Regions from separate parts of the Mus musculus genome. Here region 1 is linked to region 2. The links are chromatin contacts, called in public Hi-C maps. All regions are on one chromosome and are shown on one strand. Each heading gives the region's core, a stretch centred on a gene start, on an enhancer-like site or on the middle of the called end of the contact. The rest is flanking DNA. Distances are from core to core; before and after follow the strand shown.

Evidence for each region. Hi-C and Micro-C count contacts between places; a contact is called where the count stands out from the background.
Region 1: a contact with region 2 is called in a Hi-C map of regulatory T cells, with 7 times the contacts expected there. The contact joins the promoter of Tlnrd1 here to the promoter of Polg in region 2. A contact is called at or near these places in 3 of 484 Hi-C or Micro-C datasets (CD4 T cells, CD8 T cells and regulatory T cells).

What each region holds. Positions count from the first base shown.
Region 1 is chr7:83,882,101-83,886,126 of GRCm38.p6, reverse strand. Tlnrd1 (talin rod domain containing 1) reads left to right here and starts at 1,786. Exons shown (of 1, transcript NM_030705.4): 1 at 1,786-4,026. The coding sequence starts at 2,906. The coding sequence ends at 3,994. It also overlaps a transcript of Mesd not described here.
Region 2 is chr7:79,463,903-79,467,857 of GRCm38.p6, reverse strand. It overlaps Polg (polymerase (DNA directed), gamma), which reads left to right and starts at 1,585. Exons shown (of 23, transcript NM_017462.3): 1 at 1,585-1,788; 2 at 2,487-3,254. The coding sequence starts at 2,647. n-TRtcg5 (a tRNA gene) reads right to left here and starts at 1,439; the gene lies at 1,367-1,439.

The DNA.
Region 1 (4,026 bases), core at 537-3,036, 4.4 Mb before region 2:
TATTACAATCTATAGTGTAAGCGCAGTGCCTTGAACAAGGGCTGGCACATGGTAGACACCCAGCGTTTGAGCTGTAAGTGAACAATGGCAGGAGGTAAACAAGAAAGAACCTGGAAAGATCAGTTTAGGAAGAGTGACACTATCTGAAAAACGAAGCCTTGGTGGCAGGCACCTTTGCCTGCTGAGCTATCTTACTGGTCCCTCTCTTAGGTTCTCAGAGTTAAGGAAACTATTTTTTAGGATTCACTGCTATTCCTGGGTTACCAGGGAGGAAGTAGCCCTATAGAATTCTTGTTAAGAGAGCCATTGGTTTTACTGGCTTCAGTTTGCAGAGACAGTTGGTTCACCTAAAATCTAAAGCATCTGCAAGGGCATTTTTTTTTAATTATTATTTTTGATTATGAGTAGGGCGGCTATCCAGGTTTTTACCGGTTGTTCCTCATTAACTTATATTAATAACTTGACTCATAATTTATTCTGTAAACTATTGGGGTTTGGACGATAAATTTGAGGCCATCCAACTTATAAATAACACTTATAACTGGCTTAAAAATGTAGGACGTGGAGGTCCTACGAAGAGACAGAAGAACAAACATTTCCATTGGCTGAGCACACACTGGCAGTGCTGGGCACCAGCAGAAGACTTCAGGGCTCTTGAGAGAGTGCTTTACTGGGAGGAGGCCCAGGTGTTCCAGGAGTTTCTGGCAGACAAGGTCTGCACAAAGAAAGGGAGTGGGTGTGGCCAGTGGGTTTAGGGGACCTTCTCTTTTAGCCACTGCTGTTGTTAAGAGCCTAGGGAGTCACTTAGTCCACCTGGCCACAAAGCCCTATGGCACAGGCCTACAATCACCAACTACAGACCCTGAAGGAGGATCGCCAGAAGTTCAAAGCCTGTCTGCACAGTTAAATTAATAAATAAAAAGTACAGTAGCTCAAGGTCCTCCGTTTAATTCCTCGTTACAGGGCGGGGAGCCATCTGGGCCACCAGTTTCCCAGCCTGTAACCCAGAGATAACAGTGTTTACCTCCAGAGACTGGCTCTTTACTTAACAATGGTTGCTATTATTCCATTATATAGATGGAGTCAGGAAAGGGCGAACTGCTGATCAAGGCACATTGGAATTCTAGCCAGCTGGAACCGAGGTCACCATACACTACCTGACTACAGTAACTTGGGAGAGAAAACTTGCCCAAGGTCACACAACTCCTAAACGGCTGGGGGGGGGGGGGGTAAGACCAACCTCAGGGAGGGTCTATCACTGAGTCAAACAAGCTGTGGGGACTCAAGCGTGATCAGAGCTCCTTTTCACTGTTTCACGGAAACCCACCCACAGGAGAGGGTCCAACACAACAAAGGGCGGAGGAGGGCTTGCAAAAGTCATCGAATCTCAGAGGTGACTGGAATCCGGAGGCGGTGGGGAGATCCCGGGAGTAATGAGTGGCATCCTCCCCAAGCAAGCAAAACAGATCACCTTTTACACTAGCTCCCTCGGCAGGGAGGAAGCATCGAGTCCTGGGGCATGCTGAGAGCTTACGTAAGGCCACTAGCGGCTGCGCCCCGGTGTCCCCAGGGTATACACAGCGCCTGGGCGCGGAGCGAGGGCGGGCCTTCCCCACCACACACGCTTCCCAGCCTCTCCGGATGCAGGGACCACCGGCCCCAGGGCCGCAGCGTCGGGGCTGGGCGCGGCGTCCTCCCACGGCCCCCAGCTTCCCGGGGGAGGAGCAGCGCATCGCGCAAGCATCCGGGATCGGCGGAGGGGGCGGGAGGAAGGGCGAGAGGAGGAAGCGGGATTTAAACGAAAGGCGGTGACGCCACACAAAAGATTCCTATAGGCTCCGGGGAGGTTACGGCCGAGGTGGCGGCGGCGAGCCGGGGGCGAGGCGGACGCCAGGAGGCGAAAACTGCAACCGTGCGCGGGCAGGCGGGTGTCCCCTGGCCTGCGGTCTCCTCCCTTCCTTTCAGTTGCTCGGAGGTCGCTCGGAAGTTGCTGGTTGACAAACATGGCAGGAGTCCGGGCCCGGGTCGGCCTCCGCGACGCCGCGCTCACCTTCTGAGCCGACCACCCTGGGGCGTCGGATGCGCGGGGCCCGCGGGCTCTGCGGGGAAACACAGATGGAATCTCCACGACAGCCGGTCGCCGGCCGCAGGCCATTCAGGAGGGGAGGGCGTGCCGCCGCGGCGCCGGGCCGCGCACTCTGAACCGCCAGGCGGGAAGGCGCGGCCGCCCAGCACCCTGCGTTGCAGCCTCCCGCCCGACTGACTCCGCGCGGCCGCCACAGAGCCAGCCACGCCCTCGGCCCAGTGGCCGCCCAGCGCCCTAAGAGCCGGAGCAGGAGATGCGGCCGCGCGCCCCCGGGCGTCAGCTCCGGCCGCCGTCGCCAGCCTGTACCGTCTGGCGGGGTCGCCGCCCCTGAAGCCCACGTGCGCTGCTGAGCCGGATAGCCGCAGCGCAGCGGCTGACAGCAAAGCCTGCCGGGGCCGCCGCCCGCGCTCCTCTAGGAGCAGAGGATTTTGATTTCAAAGGAAGGAAGGAAGGAAGGACAACTCCCAGCCTCCCCGTCCCGCCCTCTCCGCTCCGGCGGCCCGGCCGGCCATGCCCAGGAAGGTGGCGACAGCCCGGCAGCGGGGACTTTTCTGGTAGGCTAGTGAAGAGGGGCGCGGACTAGGAGTCTGCCGTGCCCCGGCTCACGGTTCCCGCGAGCTACACAGCGCCCCGAAGAGCTTGCCGCGGGCTTGGGCCCGCCCTGCGACGCCCGGCCACCGGCCGCCGCCACCCGGATCTCTGTGCCCGCCGCGGTGGGTGGCATGATGGTGCGCGGAAGGCAGCGCGGCCCTGGCCAGCTGAGTCGCGGCGGCGGTGGTAGCGGGCTCCCCAGCGGCATGCCAGTGCCCCCTGGGCGCGATGGCTAGCGGCAGCGCCGGGAAGCCCACTGGCGAGGCGGCTTCTCCGGCTCCTGGGAGCGCCGTCGGCGGGGCCAGCTCGCAGCCGCGGAAGAGGCTGGTATCTATCTGTGATCACTGCAAGGGCAAGATGCAGCTGGTGGCCGACCTGCTGCTGCTGTCTAGCGAGGCGCGGCCGGTGCTCTTCGAAGGCCCCGCCTCCCCTGGCGCTGGTGCGGAGTCCTTCGAGCAGTGCCGGGACACCATCATCGCGCGCACTAAGGGGCTGTCCATCCTCACCCACGACGTGCAGAGCCAGCTCAACATGGGCCGCTTCGGAGAGGCGGGAGACAGTCTTGTGGAACTGGGCGACTTGGTGGTGTCGCTGACCGAGTGTTCTGCACATGCGGCCTACCTGGCAGCCGTGGCCACACCGGGCGCTCAACCTGCACAGCCAGGCCTTGTGGACCGCTACCGTGTGACACGCTGCCGCCACGAGGTAGAACAAGGCTGTGCTGTGCTGCGAGCCACCCCACTGGCGGACATGACCCCACAGCTGTTGCTGGAGGTGTCGCAGGGCCTGTCTCGAAACCTCAAGTTCCTGACGGATGCGTGCGCCCTGGCCAGTGACAAGTCACGGGACCGCTTCTCTCGCGAACAGTTCAAGCTGGGCGTCAAGTGCATGAGCACAAGTGCATCCGCGCTGTTAGCATGCGTACGCGAAGTGAAGGCGGCACCCAGCGAGCTGGCCCGCAGTCGTTGCGCGCTCTTCAGTGGGCCCTTGGTGCAGGCGGTGAGCGCTTTGGTGGGCTTTGCCACCGAGCCTCAATTCCTGGGTCGCGCAGCTGCCGTGAGCACTGAGGGCAAGGCGGTGCAGACCGCCATCCTGGGAGGTGCCATGAGTGTGGTGTCGGCCTGCGTGCTCTTGACCCAGTGCCTCAGGGATCTGGCGCAGCACCCAGATGGGAGCGCCAAGATGTCGGACCACAGGGAGAGGCTGAGGAACTCGGCCTGCGCCGTGTCTGAAGGCTGCACCCTGCTATCTCAGGCTTTAAGGGAAAGGTCTTCACCCAGGACTTTACCGCCAGTGAATTCCAATTCTGTGAATTAGCACTCCCCACGCTCCACCCCCACCCCAGCCCC
Region 2 (3,955 bases), core at 336-2,835:
TCGCAGTTTCTAGGCTCTTCCTCGCAGCTACCGCTCTTTGAAACTCCAATGGCTGCAATCAAAGTTTTGAAAAATTTACAGCGAGTATAACACCGTTGAGAACAAGGCACGGGTATGGCTAGCGCCACGTGGCAGCTTGCCTAGGCTCACAGATGAAGAGAACACTGAATTTCAGTAGGAGACTATGAAATAAAAATGAAATTGTTTTTCCTGCTCGGAGGCTTCCTGAGTTAAGAGCCTCTCCTTTTTCACCTTATAGCAAAATAAACTGAGCAAAGTTATGTAAAAGCAAGAAGAATCACAAAATAAGGAATCTCTTATCTAGTTGACTCTGGTTTGTGTGTGTATATATATAAAACTGATAACCAACCAATCAAACAAACAAAAATCACTTTATGTCTATTAAGTACATCTAGAAAAATGTATAAGAATGTCTCAGCTGGAGAGCTAGATTGTGGATATTTGTAGTTCAAGCACTGAGGCGGGAGGGCAGCCAGGGCTACCGCGTAAGTTCTAAGTTACAATGTGAGACCTCATCGTTAAAAACAAACAAACAAGCAAACAGGCCGACAGACAGACAGACAAAAGAGGGGGAAGAAACTAAGAAAAGGAGAAAGGAGAAGGGTTCTGTATGAGTCCCTGCCGCTGCTAGTGACAGGAAAAGCGGATAGAGGAGCGACTCCTGAAAAAAGTCAAAGACCCTCTCTCCTGTACACAGTTCTCAGCGTCCGGGTGGTCTCGCTGGTTGGAAGTGGGGGCTGCCGTTCAGCGCGGTCCGAATTTTTTCCCTAATCAGCTGCTTGTGCCCCCTAGTCTGCCTGAAGCAATCCTGATCTTTTCTTTCCTCGTACGGGACTCTCGACTTGAATCCCTGGGTCCCAGTTATTCACCCAGGCCATATTCGCCTGACCCTTTGCAGCTGACCCTCTACGGAGAGCTGGGAGCAGAAACAACCGGAGCAACGGGAGGTGGACCCAGAGATTGACAGATCTCTGAAGCGGGACGTGCTTCAGCTGTGCCCGGTGGGCGCGACCAATCGGACTCAACAGCATCAACCCCCAGCATCATTGTCCGGGATAGGAGGGAGGAGACTCCATCGAGGCTTAGCCTTTGCGGTCCATAGGTGACAAATCTAGACTTCGGACGGCACGTGCTCCGTTTGCTCCACTCTCCATCCGGGACAAGGCTCTCGACCGCTGTCACCGTTTAAGCAATGTGTCACCCTGACAGTTGTTTGCTCAGATCCTTGAGTTCCAAGAATTAAGTTTAGACTAGAAGTTGGTCATAACCACTACGGTCAATTTCGCTTTATTTCCAAAGGGAATCTTGGGATTAACAAACTGACAGATAAAAACAACATACAAGTCGACCGCGGCAGGACTCGAACCTGCAATCTTCTGATCCGAAGTCAGACGCCTTATCCATTAGGCCACGCGGCCGCCAGCGAGAAGGTGCCTTTACTTAGCTTAAAGCGTGTAGCCGCCTTCAGGCTCGCGTCAGACTGGTCTATCTTTTCCGTGGGGAGGGAAGTAGCGGAGGACCTCACCCGGAAGTCCCTCTGCACCCCCGCGGGCGGGCGGCTCCATTGGCGGCGCTCTTATTGGACGCTCGGGGGAGTCTCCCGCCTGCCTCTGGGTAGCCGCGGGACCCAGTTCGCGCAGACGGGAAGTTGCGGCTGCTCCCGAGACCGCACGCCACCCTGAGGCTGCGTGGGCCGCGCGCCGCGGACGCCGCGTCGTCGCCGGGGCTGTGGGCTGCCGCAGAACGGGAAGCGCGAAGCGGACCGAGGTTTCCGGCGGGCTCGGCAGGGGGAGGGCCGGGCGCGGCTGCTCCCTCTCCACTCGGGAAGCCGGGCCGGGAGCAGGGCGGCGGCTGCGGCGGGGACCCTGTGTCCCGGCGTGCGGGGGTGGCCGCCGACGCCCCGACCAGGGCGCCCTAGGCCCGCCCGGGTGTGGGTGCGGACCCCGAGGCTGTGGCTCGTTCGGCGGGTTTCGAAGTTGGGGCGCTAGGCCCTCGGGCCGCCGGCGGGGTGGGACTGGCAACTGCTGTCTGCCGAGCGCCTACTGGGGTTAGGGCCACTCGACGAGCGCGCCCTCTGCCACTCTTACAGCAGTGGCCCGTGGCTCTAGAGTTCTTAACCCCATTTTACAGAGGAGGAGGTCGGGGCCTAAGGAGCTGGGCCAAGGTCACGCAGTTGGAGAGCCAGAACCCTGGTCTGTCTGCGTCTCCCCATTTCAGCATCTCCAGCGGCTTCTCCCAAGTTAACTGCCGAGCCGGTGTGGCCCTGTCCTCGGGAGGGGGCAGTGCCATTTCTTAAGGTTGTTGGAGGCGTAACAGAAAAATGTCCCTACTCCGCTCTGGCCTTTTGGCTAAGATCAAGTGGAGAAAATGCTTGTTTGGCACGCAGCAGATGTTTGTTGCGGGATAAGCGGTTTGTTCAAGTCCGTGACACTTGTAATAACACTTTTATCGTCTGTCTCCTTTAGGACTTGTGTGAGGAAGGCAGGCATGGTGAGACCTATTTCACTGACAGGAGCACAGAGAGGGGACGCGTCTCTCTCTGAGTCTTTCGGCCACTAAAAGCAGTCAAGCTGGAGCCCAAAGCCCGGTGCCCCGACTCACAGCGGGGGGCTCCCTGCACCAACCATGAGCCGCCTGCTCTGGAAGAAGGTGGCTGGCGCCAAGGTCGCCTCAGGGCCAGTACCAGCAACCGCGCGCTGGGTCTCCAGCTCCGTCCTCGACCCCGTCCCCAGCGACGGGCGGCCGCCGTCGCAAATGCCCTCCTCCGAGAATGGGCAGCTGCGGCTCAACCCTCTGCTCATCCAGATGTTGTCGAGAGGCCTGCACGAGCAGATCTTCGGGTGCGGCGGGGAAATGCCCGACGAGGCCGCGGTGCAGCGCAGCGTAGAGCACCTGCAGAAGCACGGGCTCTGGGGGCAGCCGGCCACGCCCTTGCCAGACGTGGAGCTGCGCCTGCCCCGGCTCTTCGGGGGCAACCTGGACCAGCACTTCCGCCTCCTGGCCCAGAAGCAGAGCCTGCCTTACTTGGAGGCGGCCGCCTCGTTATTGGAGGCCCAATTGCCCCCCGAGCCCAAGAGCTGGGCCTGGGCGGAGGGCTGGACCCGGTACGGCCCCGAGGGGGAGGCCGAACCCGTGGCCATCCCCGAGGAGCGGGCCCTGGTGTTCGACGTGGAGGTCTGCTTGGCAGAGGGAACCTGCCCCACTTTGGCGGTGGCCATATCCCCCTCGGCCTGGTAAGTCGGGGGTTAGCAACAGGGGACTACCGTTTGTAGGGGGCCCAGCTTAATGGTTTGGTTCGGAGAACATTTTCTGAGTTCCCTCTGTGTGCAGGTTACTCAACCTGCTTAATCCTGCTTCTGTGAGGCTCGCTATGGTGGGAAGGTGCATAGGCTCCAGGCAACACCCAAGCGCATATCAGGGCCCATTCGGAGGATACCGTGTTGTGTTTGAGACAGACTGAGAGACCATTTAAGATGACCACGAGTTTGTGCCTCAATCCTGACCCCCAAGAAGCTTCCGTGAGAAGTTAGTCTGAAAAGCCATTTGTCCCGTGTTTGGTTTTGGGAGTGCCGACGGTTAGTTTGCACAGGAAGGTGTTCCTGAGGTGGGATTGCTCTAGGCGGTTTACAGTGCTCACATCCCCAGTGTCTTCCGTAAATGCCAGATCTTTCCGAATGCCCGTGAAGGTAGCCTAGTCTTGCCCACCCCCCAGCCAAGAATTAGTACTTCCTCCTAAGTAGAGATTTTGGTCTCAAAGAAGTATATCCAGTCTCTTCCTTTTCTTTTTAAATAACTTTCTAAGTGCTACCCAGGTTTCTTTTTCAAGCAATGATGGCAGTACTGTTTCTCCCCCTTTTTATTCTTCTTCGTTCCAGGATTAAAATACTATTTACAGCCTTAATGCTTTCAGGCATGGCCAGCAAAAAAAAAAAAA